Regions from separate parts of the Sus scrofa genome. Here all the other regions are linked to region 1. A link is a contact called in public Hi-C and HiChIP or PLAC-seq data. All regions are on one chromosome and are shown on one strand. Each heading gives the region's core, a stretch centred on a gene start, on an enhancer-like site or on the middle of the called end of the contact. The rest is flanking DNA. Distances are from core to core; before and after follow the strand shown. Region 1 holds the start of CDKN1C (cyclin-dependent kinase inhibitor 1C). Region 2 overlaps TRPM5 (transient receptor potential cation channel subfamily M member 5). Region 3 overlaps KCNQ1 (potassium voltage-gated channel subfamily KQT member 1).

The links. A called contact is a pair of places that touch in the nucleus more often than the background predicts. HiChIP or PLAC-seq counts read pairs in DNA pulled down with a chosen protein or histone mark.
Region 2: a contact with region 1 is called in a Hi-C map of fetal liver, with 2.9 times the contacts expected there. The contact joins the enhancer-like site here to the promoter of CDKN1C in region 1. A contact is called at or near these places in 1 of 5 promoter capture datasets (liver), 27 of 47 Hi-C or Micro-C datasets (adipose tissue, alveolar macrophages, blood and 16 more) and 2 of 2 datasets of contacts at active chromatin or transcription factors (alveolar macrophages and skeletal muscle).
Region 3: an H3K27ac HiChIP or PLAC-seq map of skeletal muscle shows a contact between it and region 1, with 8 times the contacts expected there. The contact joins the enhancer-like site here to the promoter of CDKN1C in region 1. A contact is called at or near these places in 18 of 47 Hi-C or Micro-C datasets (blood, brain, embryonic fibroblasts and 10 more) and 1 of 2 datasets of contacts at active chromatin or transcription factors (skeletal muscle).

Annotation. Positions count from the first base shown.
Region 1 is chr2:2,020,743-2,023,596 of Sscrofa11.1, forward strand. It overlaps CDKN1C (cyclin-dependent kinase inhibitor 1C), which reads right to left and starts at 1,350. Exons shown (of 4, transcript XM_021082622.1): 1 at 970-1,350; 2 at 124-788. The coding sequence starts at 778.
Region 2 is chr2:1,656,932-1,659,785 of Sscrofa11.1, forward strand. It overlaps TRPM5 (transient receptor potential cation channel subfamily M member 5), which reads right to left. Exons shown (of 25, transcript XM_021082618.1): 6 at 2,353-2,536; 7 at 912-976; 8 at 621-812. Among named protein-coding and RNA genes, the nearest start is that of TRPM5, 6.6 kb to the right of the region's middle. Within about 2 kb of position 1,475, at least 7 of the 83 cell types and tissues checked have an H3K27ac peak or open chromatin away from gene starts, as enhancers often do. A contact at or near this core is called in fetal liver, where this site is marked.
Region 3 is chr2:1,745,499-1,748,352 of Sscrofa11.1, forward strand. All of the region lies in intron 2 of KCNQ1 (potassium voltage-gated channel subfamily KQT member 1), which reads left to right. Among named protein-coding and RNA genes, the nearest start is that of KCNQ1, 72 kb to the left of the region's middle. Within about 2 kb of position 1,448, at least 9 of the 83 cell types and tissues checked have an H3K27ac peak or open chromatin away from gene starts, as enhancers often do. A contact at or near this core is called in fetal skeletal muscle and skeletal muscle, where this site is marked.

The sequences.
Region 1 (2,854 bases), core at 100-2,599:
GGCCCTTTAATGCCACGGAGGAGGCGGGGACCAAGTGAGGCCCCCGAGGGCCGAGGAGCCCGGCCGGCCGGACAAAGCAGGGCCGGGCCGGGCCGGGCCGGGGCGGGGCTGCGCGGGACTCACCGGAGATGAGAGGCCCGGACAGCTTCTTGATCGCGGCGCCTCCGGCGGCGGCAGTGGTGGCAGCGGCGGCGGCGGCGGCAGTGGCGGCGGCGGCGGCGGCGGCGGCAGCGGTGTTGGCAGTGGCGGCAGTGCCCGGCGCGGGGCGCCCCGAAATCCCTGAGTGCGGCGGCTCGGCTAGGGGCTCCTGGCTGCGCGGCGGCGAGACCGCCTCCTGCTCAGCGCTCTCCTGCGGCGCCGGGGCCGGGGCCGGGGCGGGCGCGACGGCGGGGCCGCTGGACGGCGGCTCCGGCGCCTCCCCGAGGCCGTCGAGGGACTCATCGGCCGGCGGCCCGGGGGGCGGGCTATCGCTCGCGCCGTCCGGGCGCGGACGAGGCGCCAGGAGCAGGCGACAGCGCCCCACCTGCACCGTCTCGCGGTAGAAGGCGGGCACGGAGTCGCTGTCCACCTCGGTCCACTGCAGGCGCCCGGGGCCCCGCAGTGGCACGTCCTGCTGGAAGTTGTAGTCCCAGCGACGCTGGTCCTCGGCGCTCAGCTCAGCCAGACGGATCTGCAGCTCACGACTCAGCTCCTCGTGGTCCACCGGCCCGAAGAGGCTGCGGCAGGCGCTGGTGCGCGCGAACAGGGGAAAGGTGCGGCGGGCGACGAGGCGCTCCATTGCCAACACGCTGCGGAGACACACGTCGGACAAGTCCGAGGGCTGCGCGGGCCGGGCGGCGGGAGAGGAGGAGAGAGGAAAAGGAGGAAGAGGAGAGGAAAGGAGGGCGGAGGCCGGGAGCAAGTGAGACCCCGAGTAGCCGGAGTCTGCATTTGCAAAGGGACGCAGCGGGAGGGCGGCGCGGCGGCTACCTGGCTGTCGGGCCGTGGACTGCTCCTGAGTCTCGTTCGCTGTGTCGTCCGGCCGGCGGCCGCGCCCCCTCAGTGCCTGTCCTCGCTCGCTAGGCTGGCTCTGGCCTGGCTGGCACCCACCGAGCGCAGAGCACTTGGCCTGTGGAACGCCCAGTCCTCGCGCGCCCCTTTATACGCGAGGGTCCCACCCCCCCACCCTCCGGGCGCGGGCCCCGCTGCTATTAGCATAATGTAGTATTTTCAGTTTCAACAACACCGCGGCGATTGGCGGGCGCCGCGCTCCCCCCGCCCCTCTGGCGGCCCGGCCCCCGCCCGCCGCCCATTGGCCCTTTGCACACACCCACCCGAGGGCGGGGCGGGGCGCGAGGGCCGATTGGCGGGGCGCGGGGCGCGCGCAGTGGCGGGGAGGGGGCGGGGCGCGGGGCGGAGCCCGAGTTAAAGGGCGCTGCGGGCGGTAACGTGACACCGCGGCGCCCCGCCCCCTCGCCCCATTCCCCCACCCCCCCGCGCTCCCGCCCCACGCCGGCTCCTTTGTCTGCAGGCGGGGGCTGCTGGGCTGCGGTGGCGCGGGCGCCCCCCTTCGGCCGGAGGGAGCGCTCTCCCCGGCTTGCGGCGACAGCCGCTCGCAGGACCGGCATCCGGCCTGGCCCCGCTCGCCGCCCGAGGGGCTCCCAGTCCCGCCGCTCCCGCTCGCCCTTTCGGGCCTCCCGCGCCAGCTGACGAGCCTCTAACCCGCCGCGGCCAGCTCGTCCTTGGCTGGAGCTAGATGGGGTCTTCGGCTGCCCCCGCGCGACCTGTTGCGCGGGAGGCTTATGTCCCTGGAAGGGTTCCGCGCACCTGGAGCCCTGACACACCTGCTGGCCCTAAGGTCCACGCGCGGGGAGAGGAGATTGGGGGACCAGGGGGCGGGAGGCTCTGTAACGCTCTTTCTCCAAGAGCGAAGCCGCGGGCCCATCGAGACCGGCTCTTCATCGCCTGGAGCCAGGTCTGTTAGTTCTTGGGGGCTGCCCTCCCTGCCCGGCAGATGGACACCTGGCTTTGCCCTCCTGAGCTATGCCCACCATGCCACTGCGTCGGTGCTCAGCCACCTCACGCCTGGGCCAGGCTGCAGCCACACCAGGCTGCCCAGGCTGGCCTGCTGGACGCTCTTGTGCTGGATGGTATTGGACGGGGCACTGGAGGCTTCTACACAGGGGTGGGCCTGGCCCGGCCTGCCTGGGGCCCTGACTGAGTATTGCTGATCCTCTGGCCCAGCCTTATCCCTTGTCACACAGGAACTACCCCCGCCCCCGCCGAGGGGTTGGGGGGCAGTGGTGGGCAGGCACCCAGACAGCCCTGCTTCAGCTGCTTCCAGGGGCGGTACCTCTCTTCGACCTCCGGGACGGCTAGCACCCTCTCGGTTGGGCCCTGTAGTCATTGTTGGTTGGGAAAGTACGCCCCTAAGAATGCGTGACAGGGCATGCAAGCCAGTGGGCTCTGCCATAGTGCCAGGGAGAGAGGCCAGCCCAGAAAGGGGAGGCCCTGCCAGGCAGGGCCCATGACCCACTCTCCTGCTCCTTGGTAGGCCCCTGACCCTCCCCCGTGGCCATCCCTACTGGGAGAGGCCACAGGAGACCATTAGTTTCTGCTGATTTCCCCTGGGCTCAGCCTGCCCAGGCAGGAAGGGGGACAGCCGAGCAGCGGCTGGTGGGCCCACCGGAGCCCTGAGCTCTCAGCCCTGTCCCAGGTGAGCCTGTGACCTCGGTGAGAGAGGCAGGTAAGGCGACTGGACCTCCACCTGCCTGCCTCCCCCAAAGGCTCAGGGGGGTGCCAGGATACTGCAGGGCTGGCGCTCCGTGATAGCATGCAGATGTGTCCTGGAGGGGGATCAGGAGAGGCAAGCTTT
Region 2 (2,854 bases), core at 225-2,724, 360 kb before region 1:
CCACCCAGGGAGCAGGCCAGCCGCCGCCCTGTCCACACGCTGTCCTCTGGGCCCCAGGGAGCAGGCCAGCCACCTCCCTGTCCACCCAGGGAGCAGGCCAGCTGAAGCCCTGTCCACCTTCTGCCTGATGGGCCCCAGGGAGCAGGCCAGCCACCCTGTCCACCCTCTACTCGTGGGCCCTGGGGAGCAGGCCAGCCGCCGCCCTGTCCACCTGCTACCTGATGGGCCCCAGGGCGCAGGCCAGCCACCACTCAGTTCACCCAGGGAGCAGGCCAGCTGCCGCCCTGTCCATGTGCTATCTGCTGGGCTCCAGGGAGCAGGCCAGTCACCCTGTCCATGCTCTGCCCGTGGGCCCCAGGCAGCCCCAGAGAGCAGGACACCCATTGTCCTGTCCGCCCACTGCTCGGGGGCCCCAGGGAGCAGCCAGCTGCCTCCCTCACCACCCACTGCCCACTGGGCCCCAGGCAGCCCCAGGGAGCAGGCCAGCTACCACCCTGTCCACCCGCTGCCCTTTGGCCCCGGCCCCCCCATAGACCAAGGTACCCCGGCTGACGAGGGCCTGGGCAGGGGTGAGGCGGGGGCGCTGGGTCACCTGAGCGTGGTTTGTGGGCAGCTCGTACCAGGGCTGTCCAGTGCAGGATGTCCTCCCGGGAGAAGTGCTCGCTGGGGAACTTCTCTCTGAGCTGCTTCTCAGCCACCTGGGGCACCAGGAGCTGGGGCTGGTGCATCAAGGCGGCCAGCACGTCGGCGACGCCCCCAGAGCCCGCCAGGATGAGCCACGGCGCGGCGTGCTCCACAGCCCTGGAGATCCTCTGAGGCGGGCGGGAGGGGACAGCGACCCGGAGTCAGCTCCGGCGCGTCCCTGTCCTGGCAGGGCGGGCCACGCGGGATGCCCCCTGCCCCCACCCTACCTCCAGGGTGCTGGGGTCGCCGTTGACCAGCAGGCAGAGGACGGGGATCTCGATGCTGCTCGTGCCTGTGGACAGAGCGTGAGGAGGTCCGCCGGGTGCTCGGGGGGCGGAGGGCCTGGGACCCTCCCCGTGGGGTGACGCCCCGGCCTCACACCATCCATCTCTCCATTTTCTGGGCAAACTCCAGCAAAGGGGCTTTTTCTATTGAGGTGTGGGCTTCAGGCTGCCCGTCAGGCAAGGATGCCAGCCCCACACGCTATGGCCTGAGGCAGCTGCTTTGTGGCTATTCAAATGCGGACTTAGGGAGGTTACAACCGAGCACGTATCCATGAGGACACAGGTTCGACCCCTGGGCTTGCTCCATGGGTTAAGGGTCCGGTGTTGCCGTGCACTGCGGGGTAGGTCGCAGATGCGGCTCGGATCCCGCTTTGCTGTGGCTGTGGTGTCGGTCGGCAGCTACAGCTCCGATTCGACCCCTGGCCTGGGAACCTCCATAGGCCGCGGGTGTGGCCCTGGAAAGCAAACAAGCAAACGAACCAACAACACTGCGAAGTTGAACTTGCAGTCCCTGGCCGCACCAGCCACACACCCAGTGCCCCCCCTTCCCCATCAGGGCAGAAAGGGCCATGGCCTTGCTGCTGGGTCCTCCGAGACCCACGGGGTGCATCCGAGAGGTGGGGGAGGGCGATGGTGGGTTTCTTCCCCAAACAAACTGGAAATGAGTCTTCCACACGGGAAGCCCCAGGGAAGCCTGGAGCTGCCCCTCGGCTGAGTGGGAGGCACAGGCGGGCAGGCAGGGGTGCCCCACCCTGGGAAGGGTCCCCTCCAACACCAAGGGCGCCTCCTGACTGAATGGGGCGGATATCGTGGGCCGCACCGATGTGCTGACCGTTTAAACATGGCTCTGGCCGTGCTTTCATTAAAGCGGGCTCAGCTGACAAACATGACGTATTGCTTATAAACATCGCACGCCATTCTACACCTTGTTTACAAATAGCGGCTGTGCGCTAGTATTTGCAAATCCAGCTTTTGAATGGGCCATAGCCCTGCCCATTCCCCAGACGACTCTGCCCCCTGGCGGCAGCCTACTTCGTAGCCTGTGGAGGGAAATTTGAAACCCACACATCTCAATTTCTTCCCAAAGCCCCGAGCCCACTGCCAGAGCCTGTGGCCAGCGGTGCCCCACTGGGCATGAGCCTGAAACCACTCTGCCACCTGTTGGGAATGTTATCACCTGGCAGGGCTACTCCCCACAGCTGCATCCCCCAGCACGCTGGCTGGCGGGACCCCCTCCTGGGCCACCTTGGTGCCTTCAGCCCTGAATGCCCTTCCCCGCCACCCTGGTGGTCCTTCCAGCCCTGCCCACGCACTGTGCCCCCCCACCCCCACCGCCCCATGTTCCCTGGCGGCCTCCCTGGGCAGCCAGGCAGCCGGGCCTCACCCCCGTAGCCAGTCCTTTGCTCCGAGATGTGCCTTTCCAGCCTCAGCCGCAGCTCCGTGGGCCCGTCACCCTTCCCAGGCGGGCCCGGCTCCACCAGGATGAAGTGGGAGTGGTTGTTGTCCAGGGGGCAGAGGGGGCCCTGGCCGCCACTGTCATCCATGGGGTAGCGAACAGGGCTGTCCTCCTGGGCCCCACACAGACCGTGAGGCCTGGCCCAGGCTTCTGACCAGGCCCCAGGCTGCCCCCACCCCAGGTGGAGGGAGGGCTGGGCTGCTGTTGGGGAGCCTGGGGGCAGGCCAGGGAGGGGACCCTCTAGACAGAGCCCGGGGCTGGAAGCTCCACTCCGGGGACTGCCTAGGCCTCCTCAGACCCCTCCCCCCGGGGGACGCTGGGGGCCCTGGCCCAGGGTCACCCCGGCTTGCGGGAAGGCGGCCAAGCCACTCATTCGGGCACTCATTCGGTGGGATCTTGGGGCCCAGGTCCCCAGCCCAGGCCTGTGCTG
Region 3 (2,854 bases), core at 198-2,697, 280 kb before region 1:
GCGTCGCGCCAAGCCCCCGAGGGCCTCCTCCTGACGGGCTTCCCTGAGGTCCTTCCCAAGGCCCTTCGTCTGTGACCTTCAGGCTGGAGCTCGGATGTCACGTCCTCGGGAGGCCTGCCCTCCACGCTCCCTGTGCCCTCCTAACTCTCTCGGTGCGGGGGTGTGGGGGGGCTTCGCGGGGAAGGGCCCGTGGTGCCGAGGCTGAGGCCCTTTCAGGTGGGGCACCCTTGCTCCGGGGGCTGGAGGAGCAGCGTGGGTGCCAGAAGCCAACGTGCTCCAAGGTCTGGGGGCTGGGGGTGCAGGGTGGCAGGTCCCCTCGGGGCCTCTCAGTGTGTGCGTGGGGTCAGTGCCGGGGGTACCCAGTGAACACGTGAGCCGGGTCCTCCGAAGGCCAGTAGGGGCATGGCGGTGTCTCTGAGCATTTTGGGGTGGGAACGGACTCAGGAGCTTCCGGAAGGAGTCTTCGAGCTCCTCCTTGGCCTTGGGGAGGGTGACAGGTGACACTGGGCGGGGTGGGTGACCTGGCAGTGGGGTTGGGTGTCATCTGGGCTCAGGGACTGAGCATCTCCTGCGAGCCGGCCCGGGGCCTGGGTATGATTCCAAGTGGGGTTGGGGGGCCGCCCTTGGGGGCCCTTGATGTGCGAGGGAGACAGAGAGGGAGGGGTCAGCAAGCTGGGCGGGGCCAGGCCACTGCCCCATCCCCAGGGCGCTTACCCAGGAGGGCAACCTGGGGGAGGTGAGTGGGGGGCGTCTCACACCCTGGTGGATCGGGGCGGCCGTCAGCAGGGGCGGGGGAGGCCGGGCATCCATCTGGGCAGACGGAAGGCCCAAGTTCTCCCTCAGGGTGGGTTAAACACAAATCTCCCCAGCCCGAGCTTTGCCTTAGCGCTCCTTTCAGGATACAGACTCGTCCTGTAAAAACCAACCCGTGGATTCATCCGTCTCTTGGGTTGGTCTCGTGATGTTTCTGATTCCTTGTCATTTTTGATTCGGGTTTTGTGCCGTGAAGGTTCTCCTCTTAGGTGGCCGGCTCAGGGCGCCCTGGCAAGCGCTTACCGTGGTCCAGTCGCCACCCCGAAAGTCCCTCTGTGTCCTTGGCAGGCCCCCGCCCCCGCGCCCCCAGCACCTGGCAATCTCGGATGTTTTCTGTCCCCAGGGTCCTGCCTTTTCCAGGACGTCATGTGAAAGGCATTCTGAGTTCTGTAGCCTCTGTGTCTGGCTTCTTTCACGGAGCAGAACACATTTGAGCTTCATCCTTGTTGTGGCCTGCGTTCAGTAATTTGTTTCCTTTTAATTGGAAAGGATAAAATGTACCACAGTTTGTTTATCTGTTCGCAGGCTGATGGACATTTGAGCCGTTTCCAGTTTTCAGCTGTTATGATTAAAGCTGCCCTGATTACAGCAGTCAGGTTTCTGAGTGGTCATATGTCTTCATTTTTCTCGGGAAATCCCTGGGAGCGAGATGCTGGACGCTGGGCTGCATGCGCGCTGACCTTTCTAAGAAACTGCACGCTGGCTTCCACGGTGGCTCCGCTTCCCTTCCTCCCCGTCCGAGGGTTTCCATCGAACCGCGTCCCCACCGGCACCTCGTGTCGCCTGCGTCGGGTCTCAGCCTTTCTCATGGGTGTGCGGCTCGGTCCCGTGGTTTTCACCACCGTCCCCGGTGACGAGTGACGGCGGGCACCTTGCTGGGCTCGCGGGCCGCTCAGATGTCTTTTTGGACCAAGTGGCTGTTCAGTGTTTTGCTCGTCGGAGGGACCCGGTCCCTGGCCGTCATCAGCGAGCCGTGGGGGCTGTCCCTAGAGGCTGCATAGACATCTAGAGATTAGATTTCGATGAGCAGGTTTTGTTTTGCAATGATTTTCTCCCAATCTGGGGCTTCTCTTTGCTCGTTCTTCACAGCATCTCTCCAAAGAACAGAAGTTTTTAATTTTGAGGAGGTCCAATTCTTTGGGGAGTTTTTTTCCCTTTCCCTCCAAGGTTCAGGCTTTTGTGTTCTGAGAACTATTTGCCGAGTCCAAGGTTACAGAGCGTTTTCTCCTGTTTTCTGTGGCCATTTCAGAGTTTTCCGTTTCTGTTTAGATCTGTGATCCGTTTCCAGTTTAATTTGATGGACGGTGACAGGTACGGATCGGGCAGACTCTCTCTGCACGTGGTTATCCATTCCTTCGAGCTCTTTGTTTCCATCGAATTAGTTTGACACCTTTGATGAAAATCAGTCAACCATCTGCGTGGGTCTGTTTCTAGACTTTCTAATCTGTTCTGCCACCACCACCCTGACTTGATTAATGCGGCTTTTGTAGTAAGCCTTGAAATCAGGCTGTGTTAATCCCTCAATTTTGTGCATTTTCGAAAGTATGTTGGCCATTCTCGTCCTTTGCATGTCCATGAAAATCTCAGAATCGGTGTGTTAAGTTCTGCCCCAAAGTCCTGCTGGAATTTTGATTCGCCCTGCGACAAGCAGTTAGATGAATTCAGGTATCAAGCACATCTTCAGGAGGCCAAGTTTTCTGAACCCAATATCTCTGCACGTATTCAGATATATTTGTAGTATCGCTCCACCATGTTTTCCAGGTTGGGGGGTGCACAGGTCTCGGGTGCCATTTGTGAGACTTGTCACCAAGTATTTCTTGTTTTAAAGCTACCGAGATGCTGGATTATCGTTCGTTCGATTTCACGTTTGGATCGTTTGTTGCTAAGTGTGTCCTGTGGCTTTGCTAACCTTCCTCCTTCTGGAAGCTTTTTTTCTTTTCTTTTCTTTTTTTTTTGGTAGATGCTTTAGGATTTTCTATGGAGGTGATCTTGTCCCAAAGAAAGTCAGTTTTCATTTCTCCTTTTCCATCGCTGTGCTTTT